Regions from separate parts of the Podarcis muralis genome. Here region 2 is linked to region 1. The links are chromatin contacts, called in public Hi-C maps. All regions are on one chromosome and are shown on one strand. Each heading gives the region's core, a stretch centred on a gene start, on an enhancer-like site or on the middle of the called end of the contact. The rest is flanking DNA. Distances are from core to core; before and after follow the strand shown. Region 1 holds the start of YRDC (yrdC N6-threonylcarbamoyltransferase domain containing). Region 2 holds the start of SNIP1 (Smad nuclear interacting protein 1).

Region 1 (5,154 bases), core at 1,621-4,120:
CATATAGGCAGCTCAGCTGTCAGGCCATACTTGACTGCCAGGATCTCAACGGTCTGAATAAGTGCACTGCAGAAAAGAAAAGAAGGAGTAAGATGCCAGGGACAAAATCTGCATTGTTTGCAGCTTAATATTCTTGAAGGCTAATTTAGCATCATCCGTGTGTTAAATGCAAAGTCAAAATAGGAGGTTTGACCCAATTCACAAGGCACTCCACCTGCAGGAGTAAGCAGGTGTGCTTCTGGGAATCATTTGCAGGAGGAGCCTGCCTCCTTTAGGACCACCACCACACCCCCCCAAGGGCCACTGTTCTGGGGCTAAATAGTTCCATCCTATTCAGAGGAAGACAGCTCTGCAGCCTACAAATGCCACTCAGGTGGAGAGGAGGCTGTGTGAGGCTTACCATCCTCCCCGGATAATCTTGAACTTGCCAGGAACAGAAAGGTCAATCACGGTAGAGCCTAGACGGGACTCTGGTCTATGGATGTCCCCAGTGGGGCCCCCATCAATTACAAGTGACAGGTGAGGCCAGAGCTCTTGGAACTCCTGAAATATAAAAGAAGAAGAGCATAAGAGCTCAGCAGGCTCCTGAGCCAGTGTGCACCACCAGATGCTAATAGCCAACAACCACAGAGAAAAGGGTACCATAAGCTCCTGCTTAAACACACAGTGGCTTTACCCTCTGAGAGGAGCAAGCCAATTAAAACAAAATGGAACATAATGCCCTTCCCTGGGGACTTGGAGAGCCACCCAGGCTTCCATTATCATCCCGTCCTACAGGTTTCAAGCAGCCCTTACCGTGACTGTGAGGGAGCTCGCCCCCTGACTGATGTTTGCGCTTGTTAAGGCCAGAGGGCCAGCACACTCCCTGGCCAGCTCCCTGATGAACCAGTGACTGGGGATGCGGACACCAACTAACTGTGACAAAAGCGGGGTGGGGGAGAGGAAGAGATGAATGAGTACCACTACTTACTTTTAGCTTTTATGTATATATAGTTTTAAAAGGCAGGATATTTATACATGCATGTATATGAAAGCATGCATACATATACAGTATATGCCCCACTTTCCACTGCACAACAGCGTTCAGGATAGCTTACAGTCCAACACAAGTTAAATTCAGTAAAAAAAAACCCTAAGAGGGCAGGTGTAGCAAATAAGTTCATCTACCAAAACACAGGAAATCCCTTAACACACTAAATTAAATGCCTGCTGGAATAAGAATATAAAAAGGCTAGGCAACAGAAAGGGGGATCAACAAATTTCCTAATGCACAGACACAGAGAAAATCCTAAGTAGTCAGGCCTCCACTACTACCGCCAGGTCATGAAGAGCATCCCTAGCAGATCTTGTGGGCAGGTTGGTATGGAGATTTCCCCACTCTGCACTGTGAGAACAACCCACATACACCCCTGCTCATTTGAATAGGACAGGAAGTAGGAATCTGTTGCACCTTTATCCCACCCATCTCAGAATGCAGCCACCCCTCCCAGGCCACATAACTAAGTGAAACTAAAACAGGAAAAGAAGTAGCCATGCTTAGCTTGAGACTTGTAGTCCGGCAATAGCTTTTAAAAAAATAATCCCGAGGAAAATTAAAATCTCCACTAATATTCCCAATCAATCAGATTTGCCTTTTAGCCTGGAATGGAGGAAGGTCCACTCTGATGTCAACCTAAGAGCACACCCAACACCCAACTGGTAAACATCCTATTGGGAAACTGGGAGCTCTCCAAAAGGTAAAAGGGTCTCTATAGAACTTGCTAGCCAAGACTCACTGGGGTGAAGGGGTTCAAGTCTTTGTTGAGGGTGTCTGAGCGCTCCAGGACCAGCGTCACTGGCCCAGGAAGGAGTTCCTGCAGCAGCTTGTCAGGCACGCAAACGTTACAGTACCTACAAAAGGGGAAGGAGAAAGTATGCACAAGGTGAGCCCATCCTCTGTCACGCAGCCAAAGGCAAGCAGCAAAACAAAGGGGTGGGCTATCAGACTAATACTTGACTGGAGGCGCTCGTTATTTACTCTGAAGGAAATAAAATCAGCGCCTGTGTTTTTTAACTTCAAAGGCCACTGGAAATAAAAGGATTAATCAGCTGATACACCTCAATGCCAAAGGCTTGCTGGGTTTCTGCCGTCCTGGAAAGGGCAGAAGCGGCCGGGGGCCCTATCCACCGACTCCCTGCTTCGCCGAAGGATGAGGAGAGGCGGAGGGAGGGCCACCCCCCCCCCATTGCAAGACCCCCACCTCCTTCGCCGACCCCGCCGCACCTGTAGACGTGCTCGACGTCGGCGAGGCAGATAGCGAGGGGCTTACTGGCGGCGCGGCCCTTCAGGCGGTAAACGGCTCCCAGCGCCCGCGAGTCCTGGGCCAGGCAGGCCACGCCGTAGACCGTGTCGGTGGGCAGCGCCACCAGGCCGCCCTCGCGCAGCGCGGACGCCGCCGCCAACAGCGCCGACTGACGGTCCGGCCCGGAAGCCGGCAGAGGTATCGGCAGGGGGACCCTCGCCATGGCCGGCAGTCCAGGAGCGGAAGGTGCGCCCTCCTCAGAAGCACCAGCCCCGCCGCCGCGCCAAGGTCTGACCGGGAAGGACGAGGAGAAGGAGCAGCGCCAGCAACGCCGGAGCCTCAGACCGAGCAGCAGAGGCGCTCTGTACATGCGCAGAAGGAAAGGCGAAGGAGCCCCTCTCCGGCCAGCGGCTCAGCCAGTCAAGCGAACACTACGACGCTCTACGCTTCGCCGATCCCCTACATCCGCGCCTCGCACGGGGACACTTCCTGTGCCGCAAGCCGCTGCCATGACGCAACTTCTGCCCGGCGCCGGCTATTGGGGCGGAAGGAGTGGCGGCGCCGCCCAGGACAAAGCCGAGAGAGGCGATAGCCCTAGAGAGTCCCGGGCAAGTACTGCTTCCGCTCCTTACAGGAAGTTTAGGCTCTGCGGGAGCCCCCGGACGCCAATTGCAGACCATAGACATGTGAAGTGGTAGACTGACCTCGCCTTGGCTTTCCCAGGGGGCCGACTCCGCCTATGTGTCCCGTTGCCCGAGGCGTGCTAAGGGGCTCGCCACTCTGCGGCTGCGCAGTTGCTTTCTTCTCCTGCTAGCCGGGGGGAGCTCCGAGAACTGGACTGGGTTGGGGGGCGGCGGAGGCACGACCCCTCCCCACACGCGCCATCCTGGACGGGGGGGGGGGGGGAGGAGGAGACGTGGAACCGTCTGAGACACACACGCGCCGCAAGCGGCCGTTGTAATTAGTAACATAATAGTTGCTATGAATAAAAGGTGGAGGATGCTTGGTCGCAGCCTAACACCCCAACATTTGCAGTTGTGATTATTAACTATTATTATTAATAGGTGCTAAGAATATAAGTACTATTATTAATATTATTAATATTAATACAAAGTTATTAATATAATTAGAAGTGTCCAAAGGAGAGAGCAGCCAAGCACCATAAACAAGCAGCAACCGAGCCCCAGGTTCCTCCTCAGCACTAGTCAACCAGGAGGGAGAGGCAGCATTCTCTCAATGGGGCGCCACCACAGAGAAGGCTCAACCCTGTCTCATCGACTGATCAGGTTTTCCCTCGCTGGACACACAGTGAAAATTAAGAGCCCATCTAGTCCAGCATCATCTTCCCACAATTGCCAGTCAGGTGCCTGTGGGAGAAGCCCTCTACAATGCATTACAGTAGCCCAGTCAGCAGCTTGCCAGGGCATGGGGCATTGTGGATGCACTAACCCTGTCCACAAACTAAAGATGGAATACCACACTTGGGGCAATGTCACTCTTCTGGGTCTTGGGTCAGCTACGTAATTATTGGATTAAATCTCCAGCTACCACTTCCTCCTAAACTTCAGCTCAGGCAGACTGGAGCACTGCATTCTTGTCTTCTCCAGTACATTGAAAACAAGCAGCTGCATTATCCCAATTCATACCTTTGGTCCATTTAGCTCAATATTGTCTAAGTAGGTCTTCAGAATCTCGGGGAAACCTTCAGAATCTCGGGGAATACCAGGGACCTTCTGCATACAAAGTGTGTGCTCTGTCACTAAGCTAAAACCTGTTGAAAATAATTCCCATCACCTCCAGAAATAATTCCTCCAAAAGCACCAGATTTAAATAAGCATTTAATTAGGATCCCAGTGGTATTAATATTGCTTTCAATTAAAAAATTAATTTCCACTTCCTTGCAGGTATTTCAAAGTACAATATTAATTTTATACAAAATGGAGCAGTTAAGCAAACACGGTTATTTCACATTTTACATTCTTCAAAAATACAAATTCATGTTTATGCTTCTGGGGTTTTGGAGAGGCTCTTCCTTTGGAAGTACTGTACCTGTAACTAACATCTTCACATCACTCAATGCAAGGACATTTGTTCCCATGTTTCAGTTAAATTAAATTTGTTTAAACACAAAACACATACTCCTGAGAGAAACTGGCAACTTCAAATGATCTCCGCTTCACTCCTTGCATAGCTCTGGAATGGAGCCATAGCAATGCCATGTGTTGTTGTGGAGGAAATCCGGGCTAGGAGGGGAGACCCAGAAAGGCACTTTGCAAAAGTTACCCGAGAGCCTTTGGGGGCCTCCAATTACACCACTCTAGGGCACAAGCCCACACACCATGTGGGAAGGTGGCAGTTATGGGAAAGGGGATTAAAATTCCCCCTTGTGCAAGGTTTTTCTCTCCTCCCCCCACCTCTATCTCACACATGCAGTGTTAACAGATGGTCACATCTCCCTACCCGCAGTGACTGGGAAAGAGGCAGCCTAAACCCTCTCTCAGGTACCCCAGGAACCTTAACTTCTGTCTCTGCCAGAATGAATGGCAGCTCCTTCCCATTTCCCCACAAAAAAGAGCATTTGGAAAGACACAACACTGCAGAGCAAAGGAATGAGCCATTTCTATGAACAGATTGCAGAAGAAGAAAAATTAAAATATCTCCCTGGGCTTTACCAGTGAAGTTCATATGAGGGGAACAAAAAGCCAAAACACTCATTTGTTAAGGAAAGTAGAAACTGCATTTCCTTGAAAGTGTCCACTGCATAGAAACCATTTTTGGCCAGCATGCATACGACTAAGAAGACAGTGTGGGCTACACACCGTTTCCACAAACAGACAGACAGACACACACACACACACACACACACACACCC
Region 2 (5,154 bases), core at 1,709-4,208, 180 kb before region 1:
GGGGCTTAAGTTAAATCCTTTATAACCGTGTCTATACCTGCCCCACACTTCACATCCTCTATGTAAGTACAAATGGGGAGCAGGTGACTGTAGTCTGTGGGGAACAGTTTCATGGACCAAACTGGGACCTGTGCCAGGTTTAATTAGGTCCTTGGGCTAGAGGCTCCCCAATACTTGCTTGGGACTTGTTGCTTGTTTGTCCCAAATTGAAGGAATTAGAAGGGTTTTACTAGGTGATAAGGCTGGCATCAAATTGCAGGCAAGGAGCTTTAAAGCAAGGACTACTTTCTCAATAGCGACATAGTGTGCCAGGAAAGAGGAGCTACGGTCAAAATGAAAGCAGATAAGTGTATTTGGCATAAATATGCTGGAGAGGGGTAGGGCAACAGGGAGGTAGCAATTACAGGGCATACTTGTCAACAAAATGATGTATCCAAAGTCCTTAATACTGTCTCTTGCTGTATGCTGTATAGATCCCAGCCAGTAAGTGGGGAGTATTAATAGCTAACTTGGAACTAACAGCTACTCATAGTTCATAGAGGCTCCTAATCAGCTACATATCCACACCCACACCTGGGCCAAGACTTACCGGTACTGAAAGACAGCGTGTTGTTTGGAGCAGGAGGGGTGGTCAATAGGGATATCAGCAATGCGTCGGTGCCTGCCCAGCAGGTAGGCACTCTGCCTGTGAATGTACATAACTGGGAGAACTTCGTCGTTCTTGAAAGGATACAAACGCCACCGCTTCTTGGGGATCCGTGCTTCCGGGGGCTCGCTGTATTTGATCACAACACCACGGAACGTATTGGAATCCTCCAGAAGTGCACCAGACAGTTCAAAGCTCGGTTTCTCTTTATTCCCTGGCTCTTTGTCTGTGCTGTGTGACCCCTCTGCCCCTGGATTCTCTTCGTCACCGCTGGCTTCTGCCTGCTCCCGGCGCTCCCGTCGTTGCTCATTATATAATTCCCTCTGTGCCTGCTGAACCTGGAAGCGATGACCATCCCTCTCCCTTTCGTGGCCCCCAGGCTGATCCCGGTGGGGCTTCCTTCGGCCAGAATGGTCCCGATGTCTGTCTCGGTCATTGCTTCTTTCCCGCCTGTGGCCTGGCTCAGAGTGGTCTCGATGTGGACGCTCCTCATGCTCCCTCTGGGAGCGTTCATCTCGCTCCTACATTAGGGCAATAGCAAAAGGCAAGTTTTAAAAAGTTCTGTTCATGAGTATAAATAAGTAAAATGGTTTCAGCTTTTCATATATTTTCTAAAACTGTAAAACTGTTATCCCAGCATGCTGAATTTAATAGCCACACTACAAGGTCTGCTTGGAAAAATTAAGCAATTGCACAATCTAATGGCAGTGCTAGTGTTTGTTTAGCTTTTTTTTTTATACCAGTAACTTTTGTTTCCTCAAGTTGTCCATACTTGCTTTAATCCCAAGTGTGCAATACAATACAAAGCTTCTGTCAATTTTATCTGGTATGCCCAGTTACCTGCTTTACTTTAGGTATCACATGATGCGGACTTCGGCTTCTTTTCTCTCGGGGGGATTTGCTTTTTTTGTTTGAGGACTTGTTTTTTCTTTTTGACTGTGACCTTTTAAAGATATGAAACCAAGGTTAAGCACATGAATTCCCATCAGCAAAAAAAAAAAGGCACATGCAAGTCAACACACTTGATCCACTGTGGTCTGGTATACAGCAATTCAGAGGTGAGAGTGGGGCATCAATAAGGAATATATACCCGACATTTGCAGAATCATACAAGGCAGCTTAAATAAAAGTTAAATCAACAAAGTACAGAAGATAAAAACGCAACCAGGAAGCATAACAAAACAGCAAATAAAGCCAACAACTATTTAAAGAGACAGCAGGTGACACAAAGACTGGGGGCTGTGAGGGCTTCCTGTATCTTTCCACTGTCTGCAATTCCTCCTATGCTTAACCAAGATCTGAGGTGAAGGCCAGTGGGATAAGGAGACCTTCACAGTTGAGGGGGCATACTGTACTTGCTGGGAGTTGCAGTGCAAAACATCTGGAGGGCACCACGCCGGCAAAGGCTAGTATGTGTAGCACAACTCTCACAGTCAACAGGTGAAACTCAGTTTCCCCAATGTGTGAGTTATCTAATCAAAGCCCAATGCCACTACAGAAGCACTTAACCCACATTTCCCATAATTGTCATTCTGCCCTACCTCACCTTCTTGCAAAGCCAGTCAAGCCAGACTTGAATAGGAAAAAGTTGCCAGGAGACCATTGTATTATTCGTTGTCTTCATATCCCACCTTTTTAAGGCATGGAGCTCAAGGTGGCAAACATGGTGCCAGCTACCCTGTGGGGCAACTTAGGTTGAGAGAAGGCAGTGGCTGGTCCCAAAGGTCACCCAGGGAGCTTCATGGCCGAGCGGGGGTTTGAACCCCGGTCTCTCCCATGTCCTAGTCCGACGCTCTTAACCAGTACAGCATACCGACTCTCGGTTCTTCAAGGCTCCTTTTTATAAGGCAAAGGGCAAATAAAGCGAGTCGGCCCACGGCCTCGCCCCACCCCCCACTTCCCAGTGGAGGGGGAGGCGGCGCTGGGCCGGGCCCCTTCCCCTCACAAGATACGGGAGCTTCTGAGCCCATTCCCGCCACCCCCGGGCATCATCACCTGCCGGCCCCCGAGTTCCCCGGCGGCGGCGAGTGGCTTCCGCGCGGGCTCCGCTTCCGCCGACGCTGCGGCTCCTCCATAACACCGCCGGCCTCTTCTCCTTCTTCTTTTCCTCCCGCTTCCGCTTCCAGGTCGTCGCCGGTGTCACTATCGAGAAACACTTCCCAGCCAGGCTCGATGCCGCTCTACTTACTGTGCGCTCTATGGCTTGCCCTGTGGACGGAGTTGTCTGGAGGACTAGTCGCGGTCAGACGCCCCCTGGTGGCCACTGATAAGACATTTACTTAGCCATGCAGTGATGGCCAAACTTGGCCCTCCAGCTGTTTTGGGACTACAGCTCCCATCATCCCTAGCTAACAGGACCAGTGGTCAGGGATGATGGGAATTGTAGTCCCAAAGCAGGTGGAAGGCCAAATTTGGTCTTCACTGAATGGGTTCATTTATTGCTTTTTCATAACAAACGAGAGAGAGAGAGAGAGCGCGCGCGAGCAGGAAGCTCCCCCCCCCCCAAAGCCGTGTGTGAAGCGCTGAAGCGCTGCAGACGGAGGGAGGTGCGATAAATACGGAATTTATCACTGGGGGAAAGGAGATGCTCCTCAATCCTTTCCGAAACAGCTCTAGACGTGACCCAGAAGTGAGGCTCGCGACTGCGGGGCCACCACGTAGAATGCCCCGTCGCTTGTGCTCGCCAGCCGCGCCTAACTAAGCTCACAGACCTCCAGGCGCTTTCCATGACGGGCAGGGACAGTCGGGGGCGGGGGTTGAAAACAAGGACAGGCTCATCCTGAGCAGGTGATCGCTCCGCTCCTCTCTCTCCCTTTCTCCTCTCTTCTAGTCCCAGCCTCAGGGAAGCTGCTTTGCAGGACAGTTTTCGTGTGCAAAGCAAAATAGCAAGAATACCCGCACTGGAGTATGTTAAGAAGGATTCAAGCAAGAACAACCCCGTGCTTAGCCGGGAGCGGCTCTTCTCTGCTTGCCTCCGAAGTTTCCTCCAGGCAGCTCTCGGGAGGAACAGGGCAGCGGTCCACGGTACCCGGAAGTCGGCGCAGGCGGCGCTACTCTCACGAACCCTTTCGGCTCCTGCGTGTCTCTAGGCTGCAGTGTTGTAGATGGGGCGGCCGCGGTGCTTTTCTGCGCAGGCGCGGGCTGGAGCGTGTCATGTGACTGGGCTTCCTGTCCGAGCCCGGTCGCCGTCGCTATGCCAACCTTAGCACAACAGGTCCCGGGGCGAAAGCCGGGCCCGCCCGGAGCAGGAGAGGAGCCGCCGCCGCCGCCCCCGCCGCCATCATGATCCCGCCCGCGGACTCCCTGCTCCGCTATGAGACGCCGGTGCTGGTCAGCCGCAACACCGATAAGCGTTCGCCCAAGGTACGTCCCGGGGGGATGGGGGCTGGGTCTGAGCTCCGTGCACGGAGCCCCTCCGCTCACCCCAGCCAGCCCCGCTCCACTTGCCTCTGTCTCCGTCTTCTCCTCCTCCTCCTCCTCCGCAGGCGCGTCCGCTGAAGGCGAGCCCGCAGGTGGGGCCTCCGCCGGGGCCCGTCCCGACGCCGAAGGGCAAGACCCCGCCGCCCACTGTAGACGCCACCAAGCAGCCCGAGGAGATCCTCAATGCCATCCTGCCCCCCAGGTGAGATGCAGGCTCTGAAACCAAGTGGCTCCTGGGCAGGGGCATCCCGAGTCCCCTCCTCCTGCTGGGGCCGTAGGGGCAGCTGAGCTACCAGTCCTGGAGGGCTCCCCACCACAGTAGAGGCCAGCAAGGAAGCTCTATTCTTTGTTGGGGGGGGGGGGTTCCAGTTCATTCCAGACATGACAAGCACCTACTGCCCAGCTGCCTCGCTCTGCGCGAGAAGAAGCCTGCCTCTTCTCTATAGTGGCAACAGCAAATAAAACTTTGTTCTGCAGATGCATGCTGAACTGGCAGCTTTAGAGGGTTATAAACATCCACACCCACCCCAAATACAGTCATACATGTAACGTCCGCTTCATGTTATGTTCTTTCAGGTTACGTCCTGCGGCAAACCGGAAGTACCGGAAAGGGTTACTTCCAGGTTTCGCCCCATGCGCAGAAGCACAAAATGATGTCATGCGCAGAAGCGGTGGATTGAAACGCACCACTGCGGGTTGCATTCTTTTCATGTTGTGAACGGGCCTCCAGAACGGATCCCGTTCGCAACCAGAGGTACCACTGTACTGAGCTGCGGCGCCATCCTGCAGTTACAGATCTACTCACAGTGCACTCAGATCCAAGCAGCTCAAGTGGAGGCTACAGTGTTCTTAATGCCCTTGGACATGGGGCCATCCATACCTCATCTTAATGTGGATTATAAACCCCTCCCCCGTGCCCCCTTTAATTCCCCCTCCTCCATGGGCATAGCCAGGATTTCAATTAGGGGGGAAGGCTTTGTGTTGGGGGGAGCTCAGTTAAGTATTTTTATTGATTTAAGGGGTCAGCTGCCCCCCCACCTGGCTATGCCCATGCCCTCCTCTACATGTTTTTCTCCAACTGCTGCTGT

The links. A called contact is a pair of places that touch in the nucleus more often than the background predicts.
Region 2: a contact with region 1 is called in a Hi-C map of blood, with 5 times the contacts expected there. The contact joins the promoter of SNIP1 here to the promoter of YRDC in region 1. A contact is called at or near these places in 2 of 3 Hi-C or Micro-C datasets (blood and tail).

Annotation. Positions count from the first base shown.
Region 1 is chr7:57,286,253-57,291,406 of rPodMur119.hap1.1, reverse strand. It overlaps YRDC (yrdC N6-threonylcarbamoyltransferase domain containing), which reads right to left and starts at 2,870. Exons shown (of 5, transcript XM_028739231.2): 1 at 2,264-2,870; 2 at 1,776-1,890; 3 at 796-915; 4 at 401-543; 5 at 1-66. The coding sequence starts at 2,652. It overlaps MTF1 (metal regulatory transcription factor 1), which reads right to left. Exons shown (of 11, transcript XM_028739233.2): 11 at 4,108-5,154.
Region 2 is chr7:57,465,626-57,470,779 of rPodMur119.hap1.1, reverse strand. SNIP1 (Smad nuclear interacting protein 1) reads right to left here and starts at 2,958. Exons shown (of 4, transcript XM_028739219.2): 1 at 2,642-2,958; 2 at 1,487-1,589; 3 at 590-1,167. The coding sequence starts at 2,721. DNALI1 (dynein axonemal light intermediate chain 1) reads left to right here and starts at 3,789. Exons shown (of 6, transcript XM_028716366.2): 1 at 3,789-4,009; 2 at 4,132-4,268. The coding sequence starts at 3,929.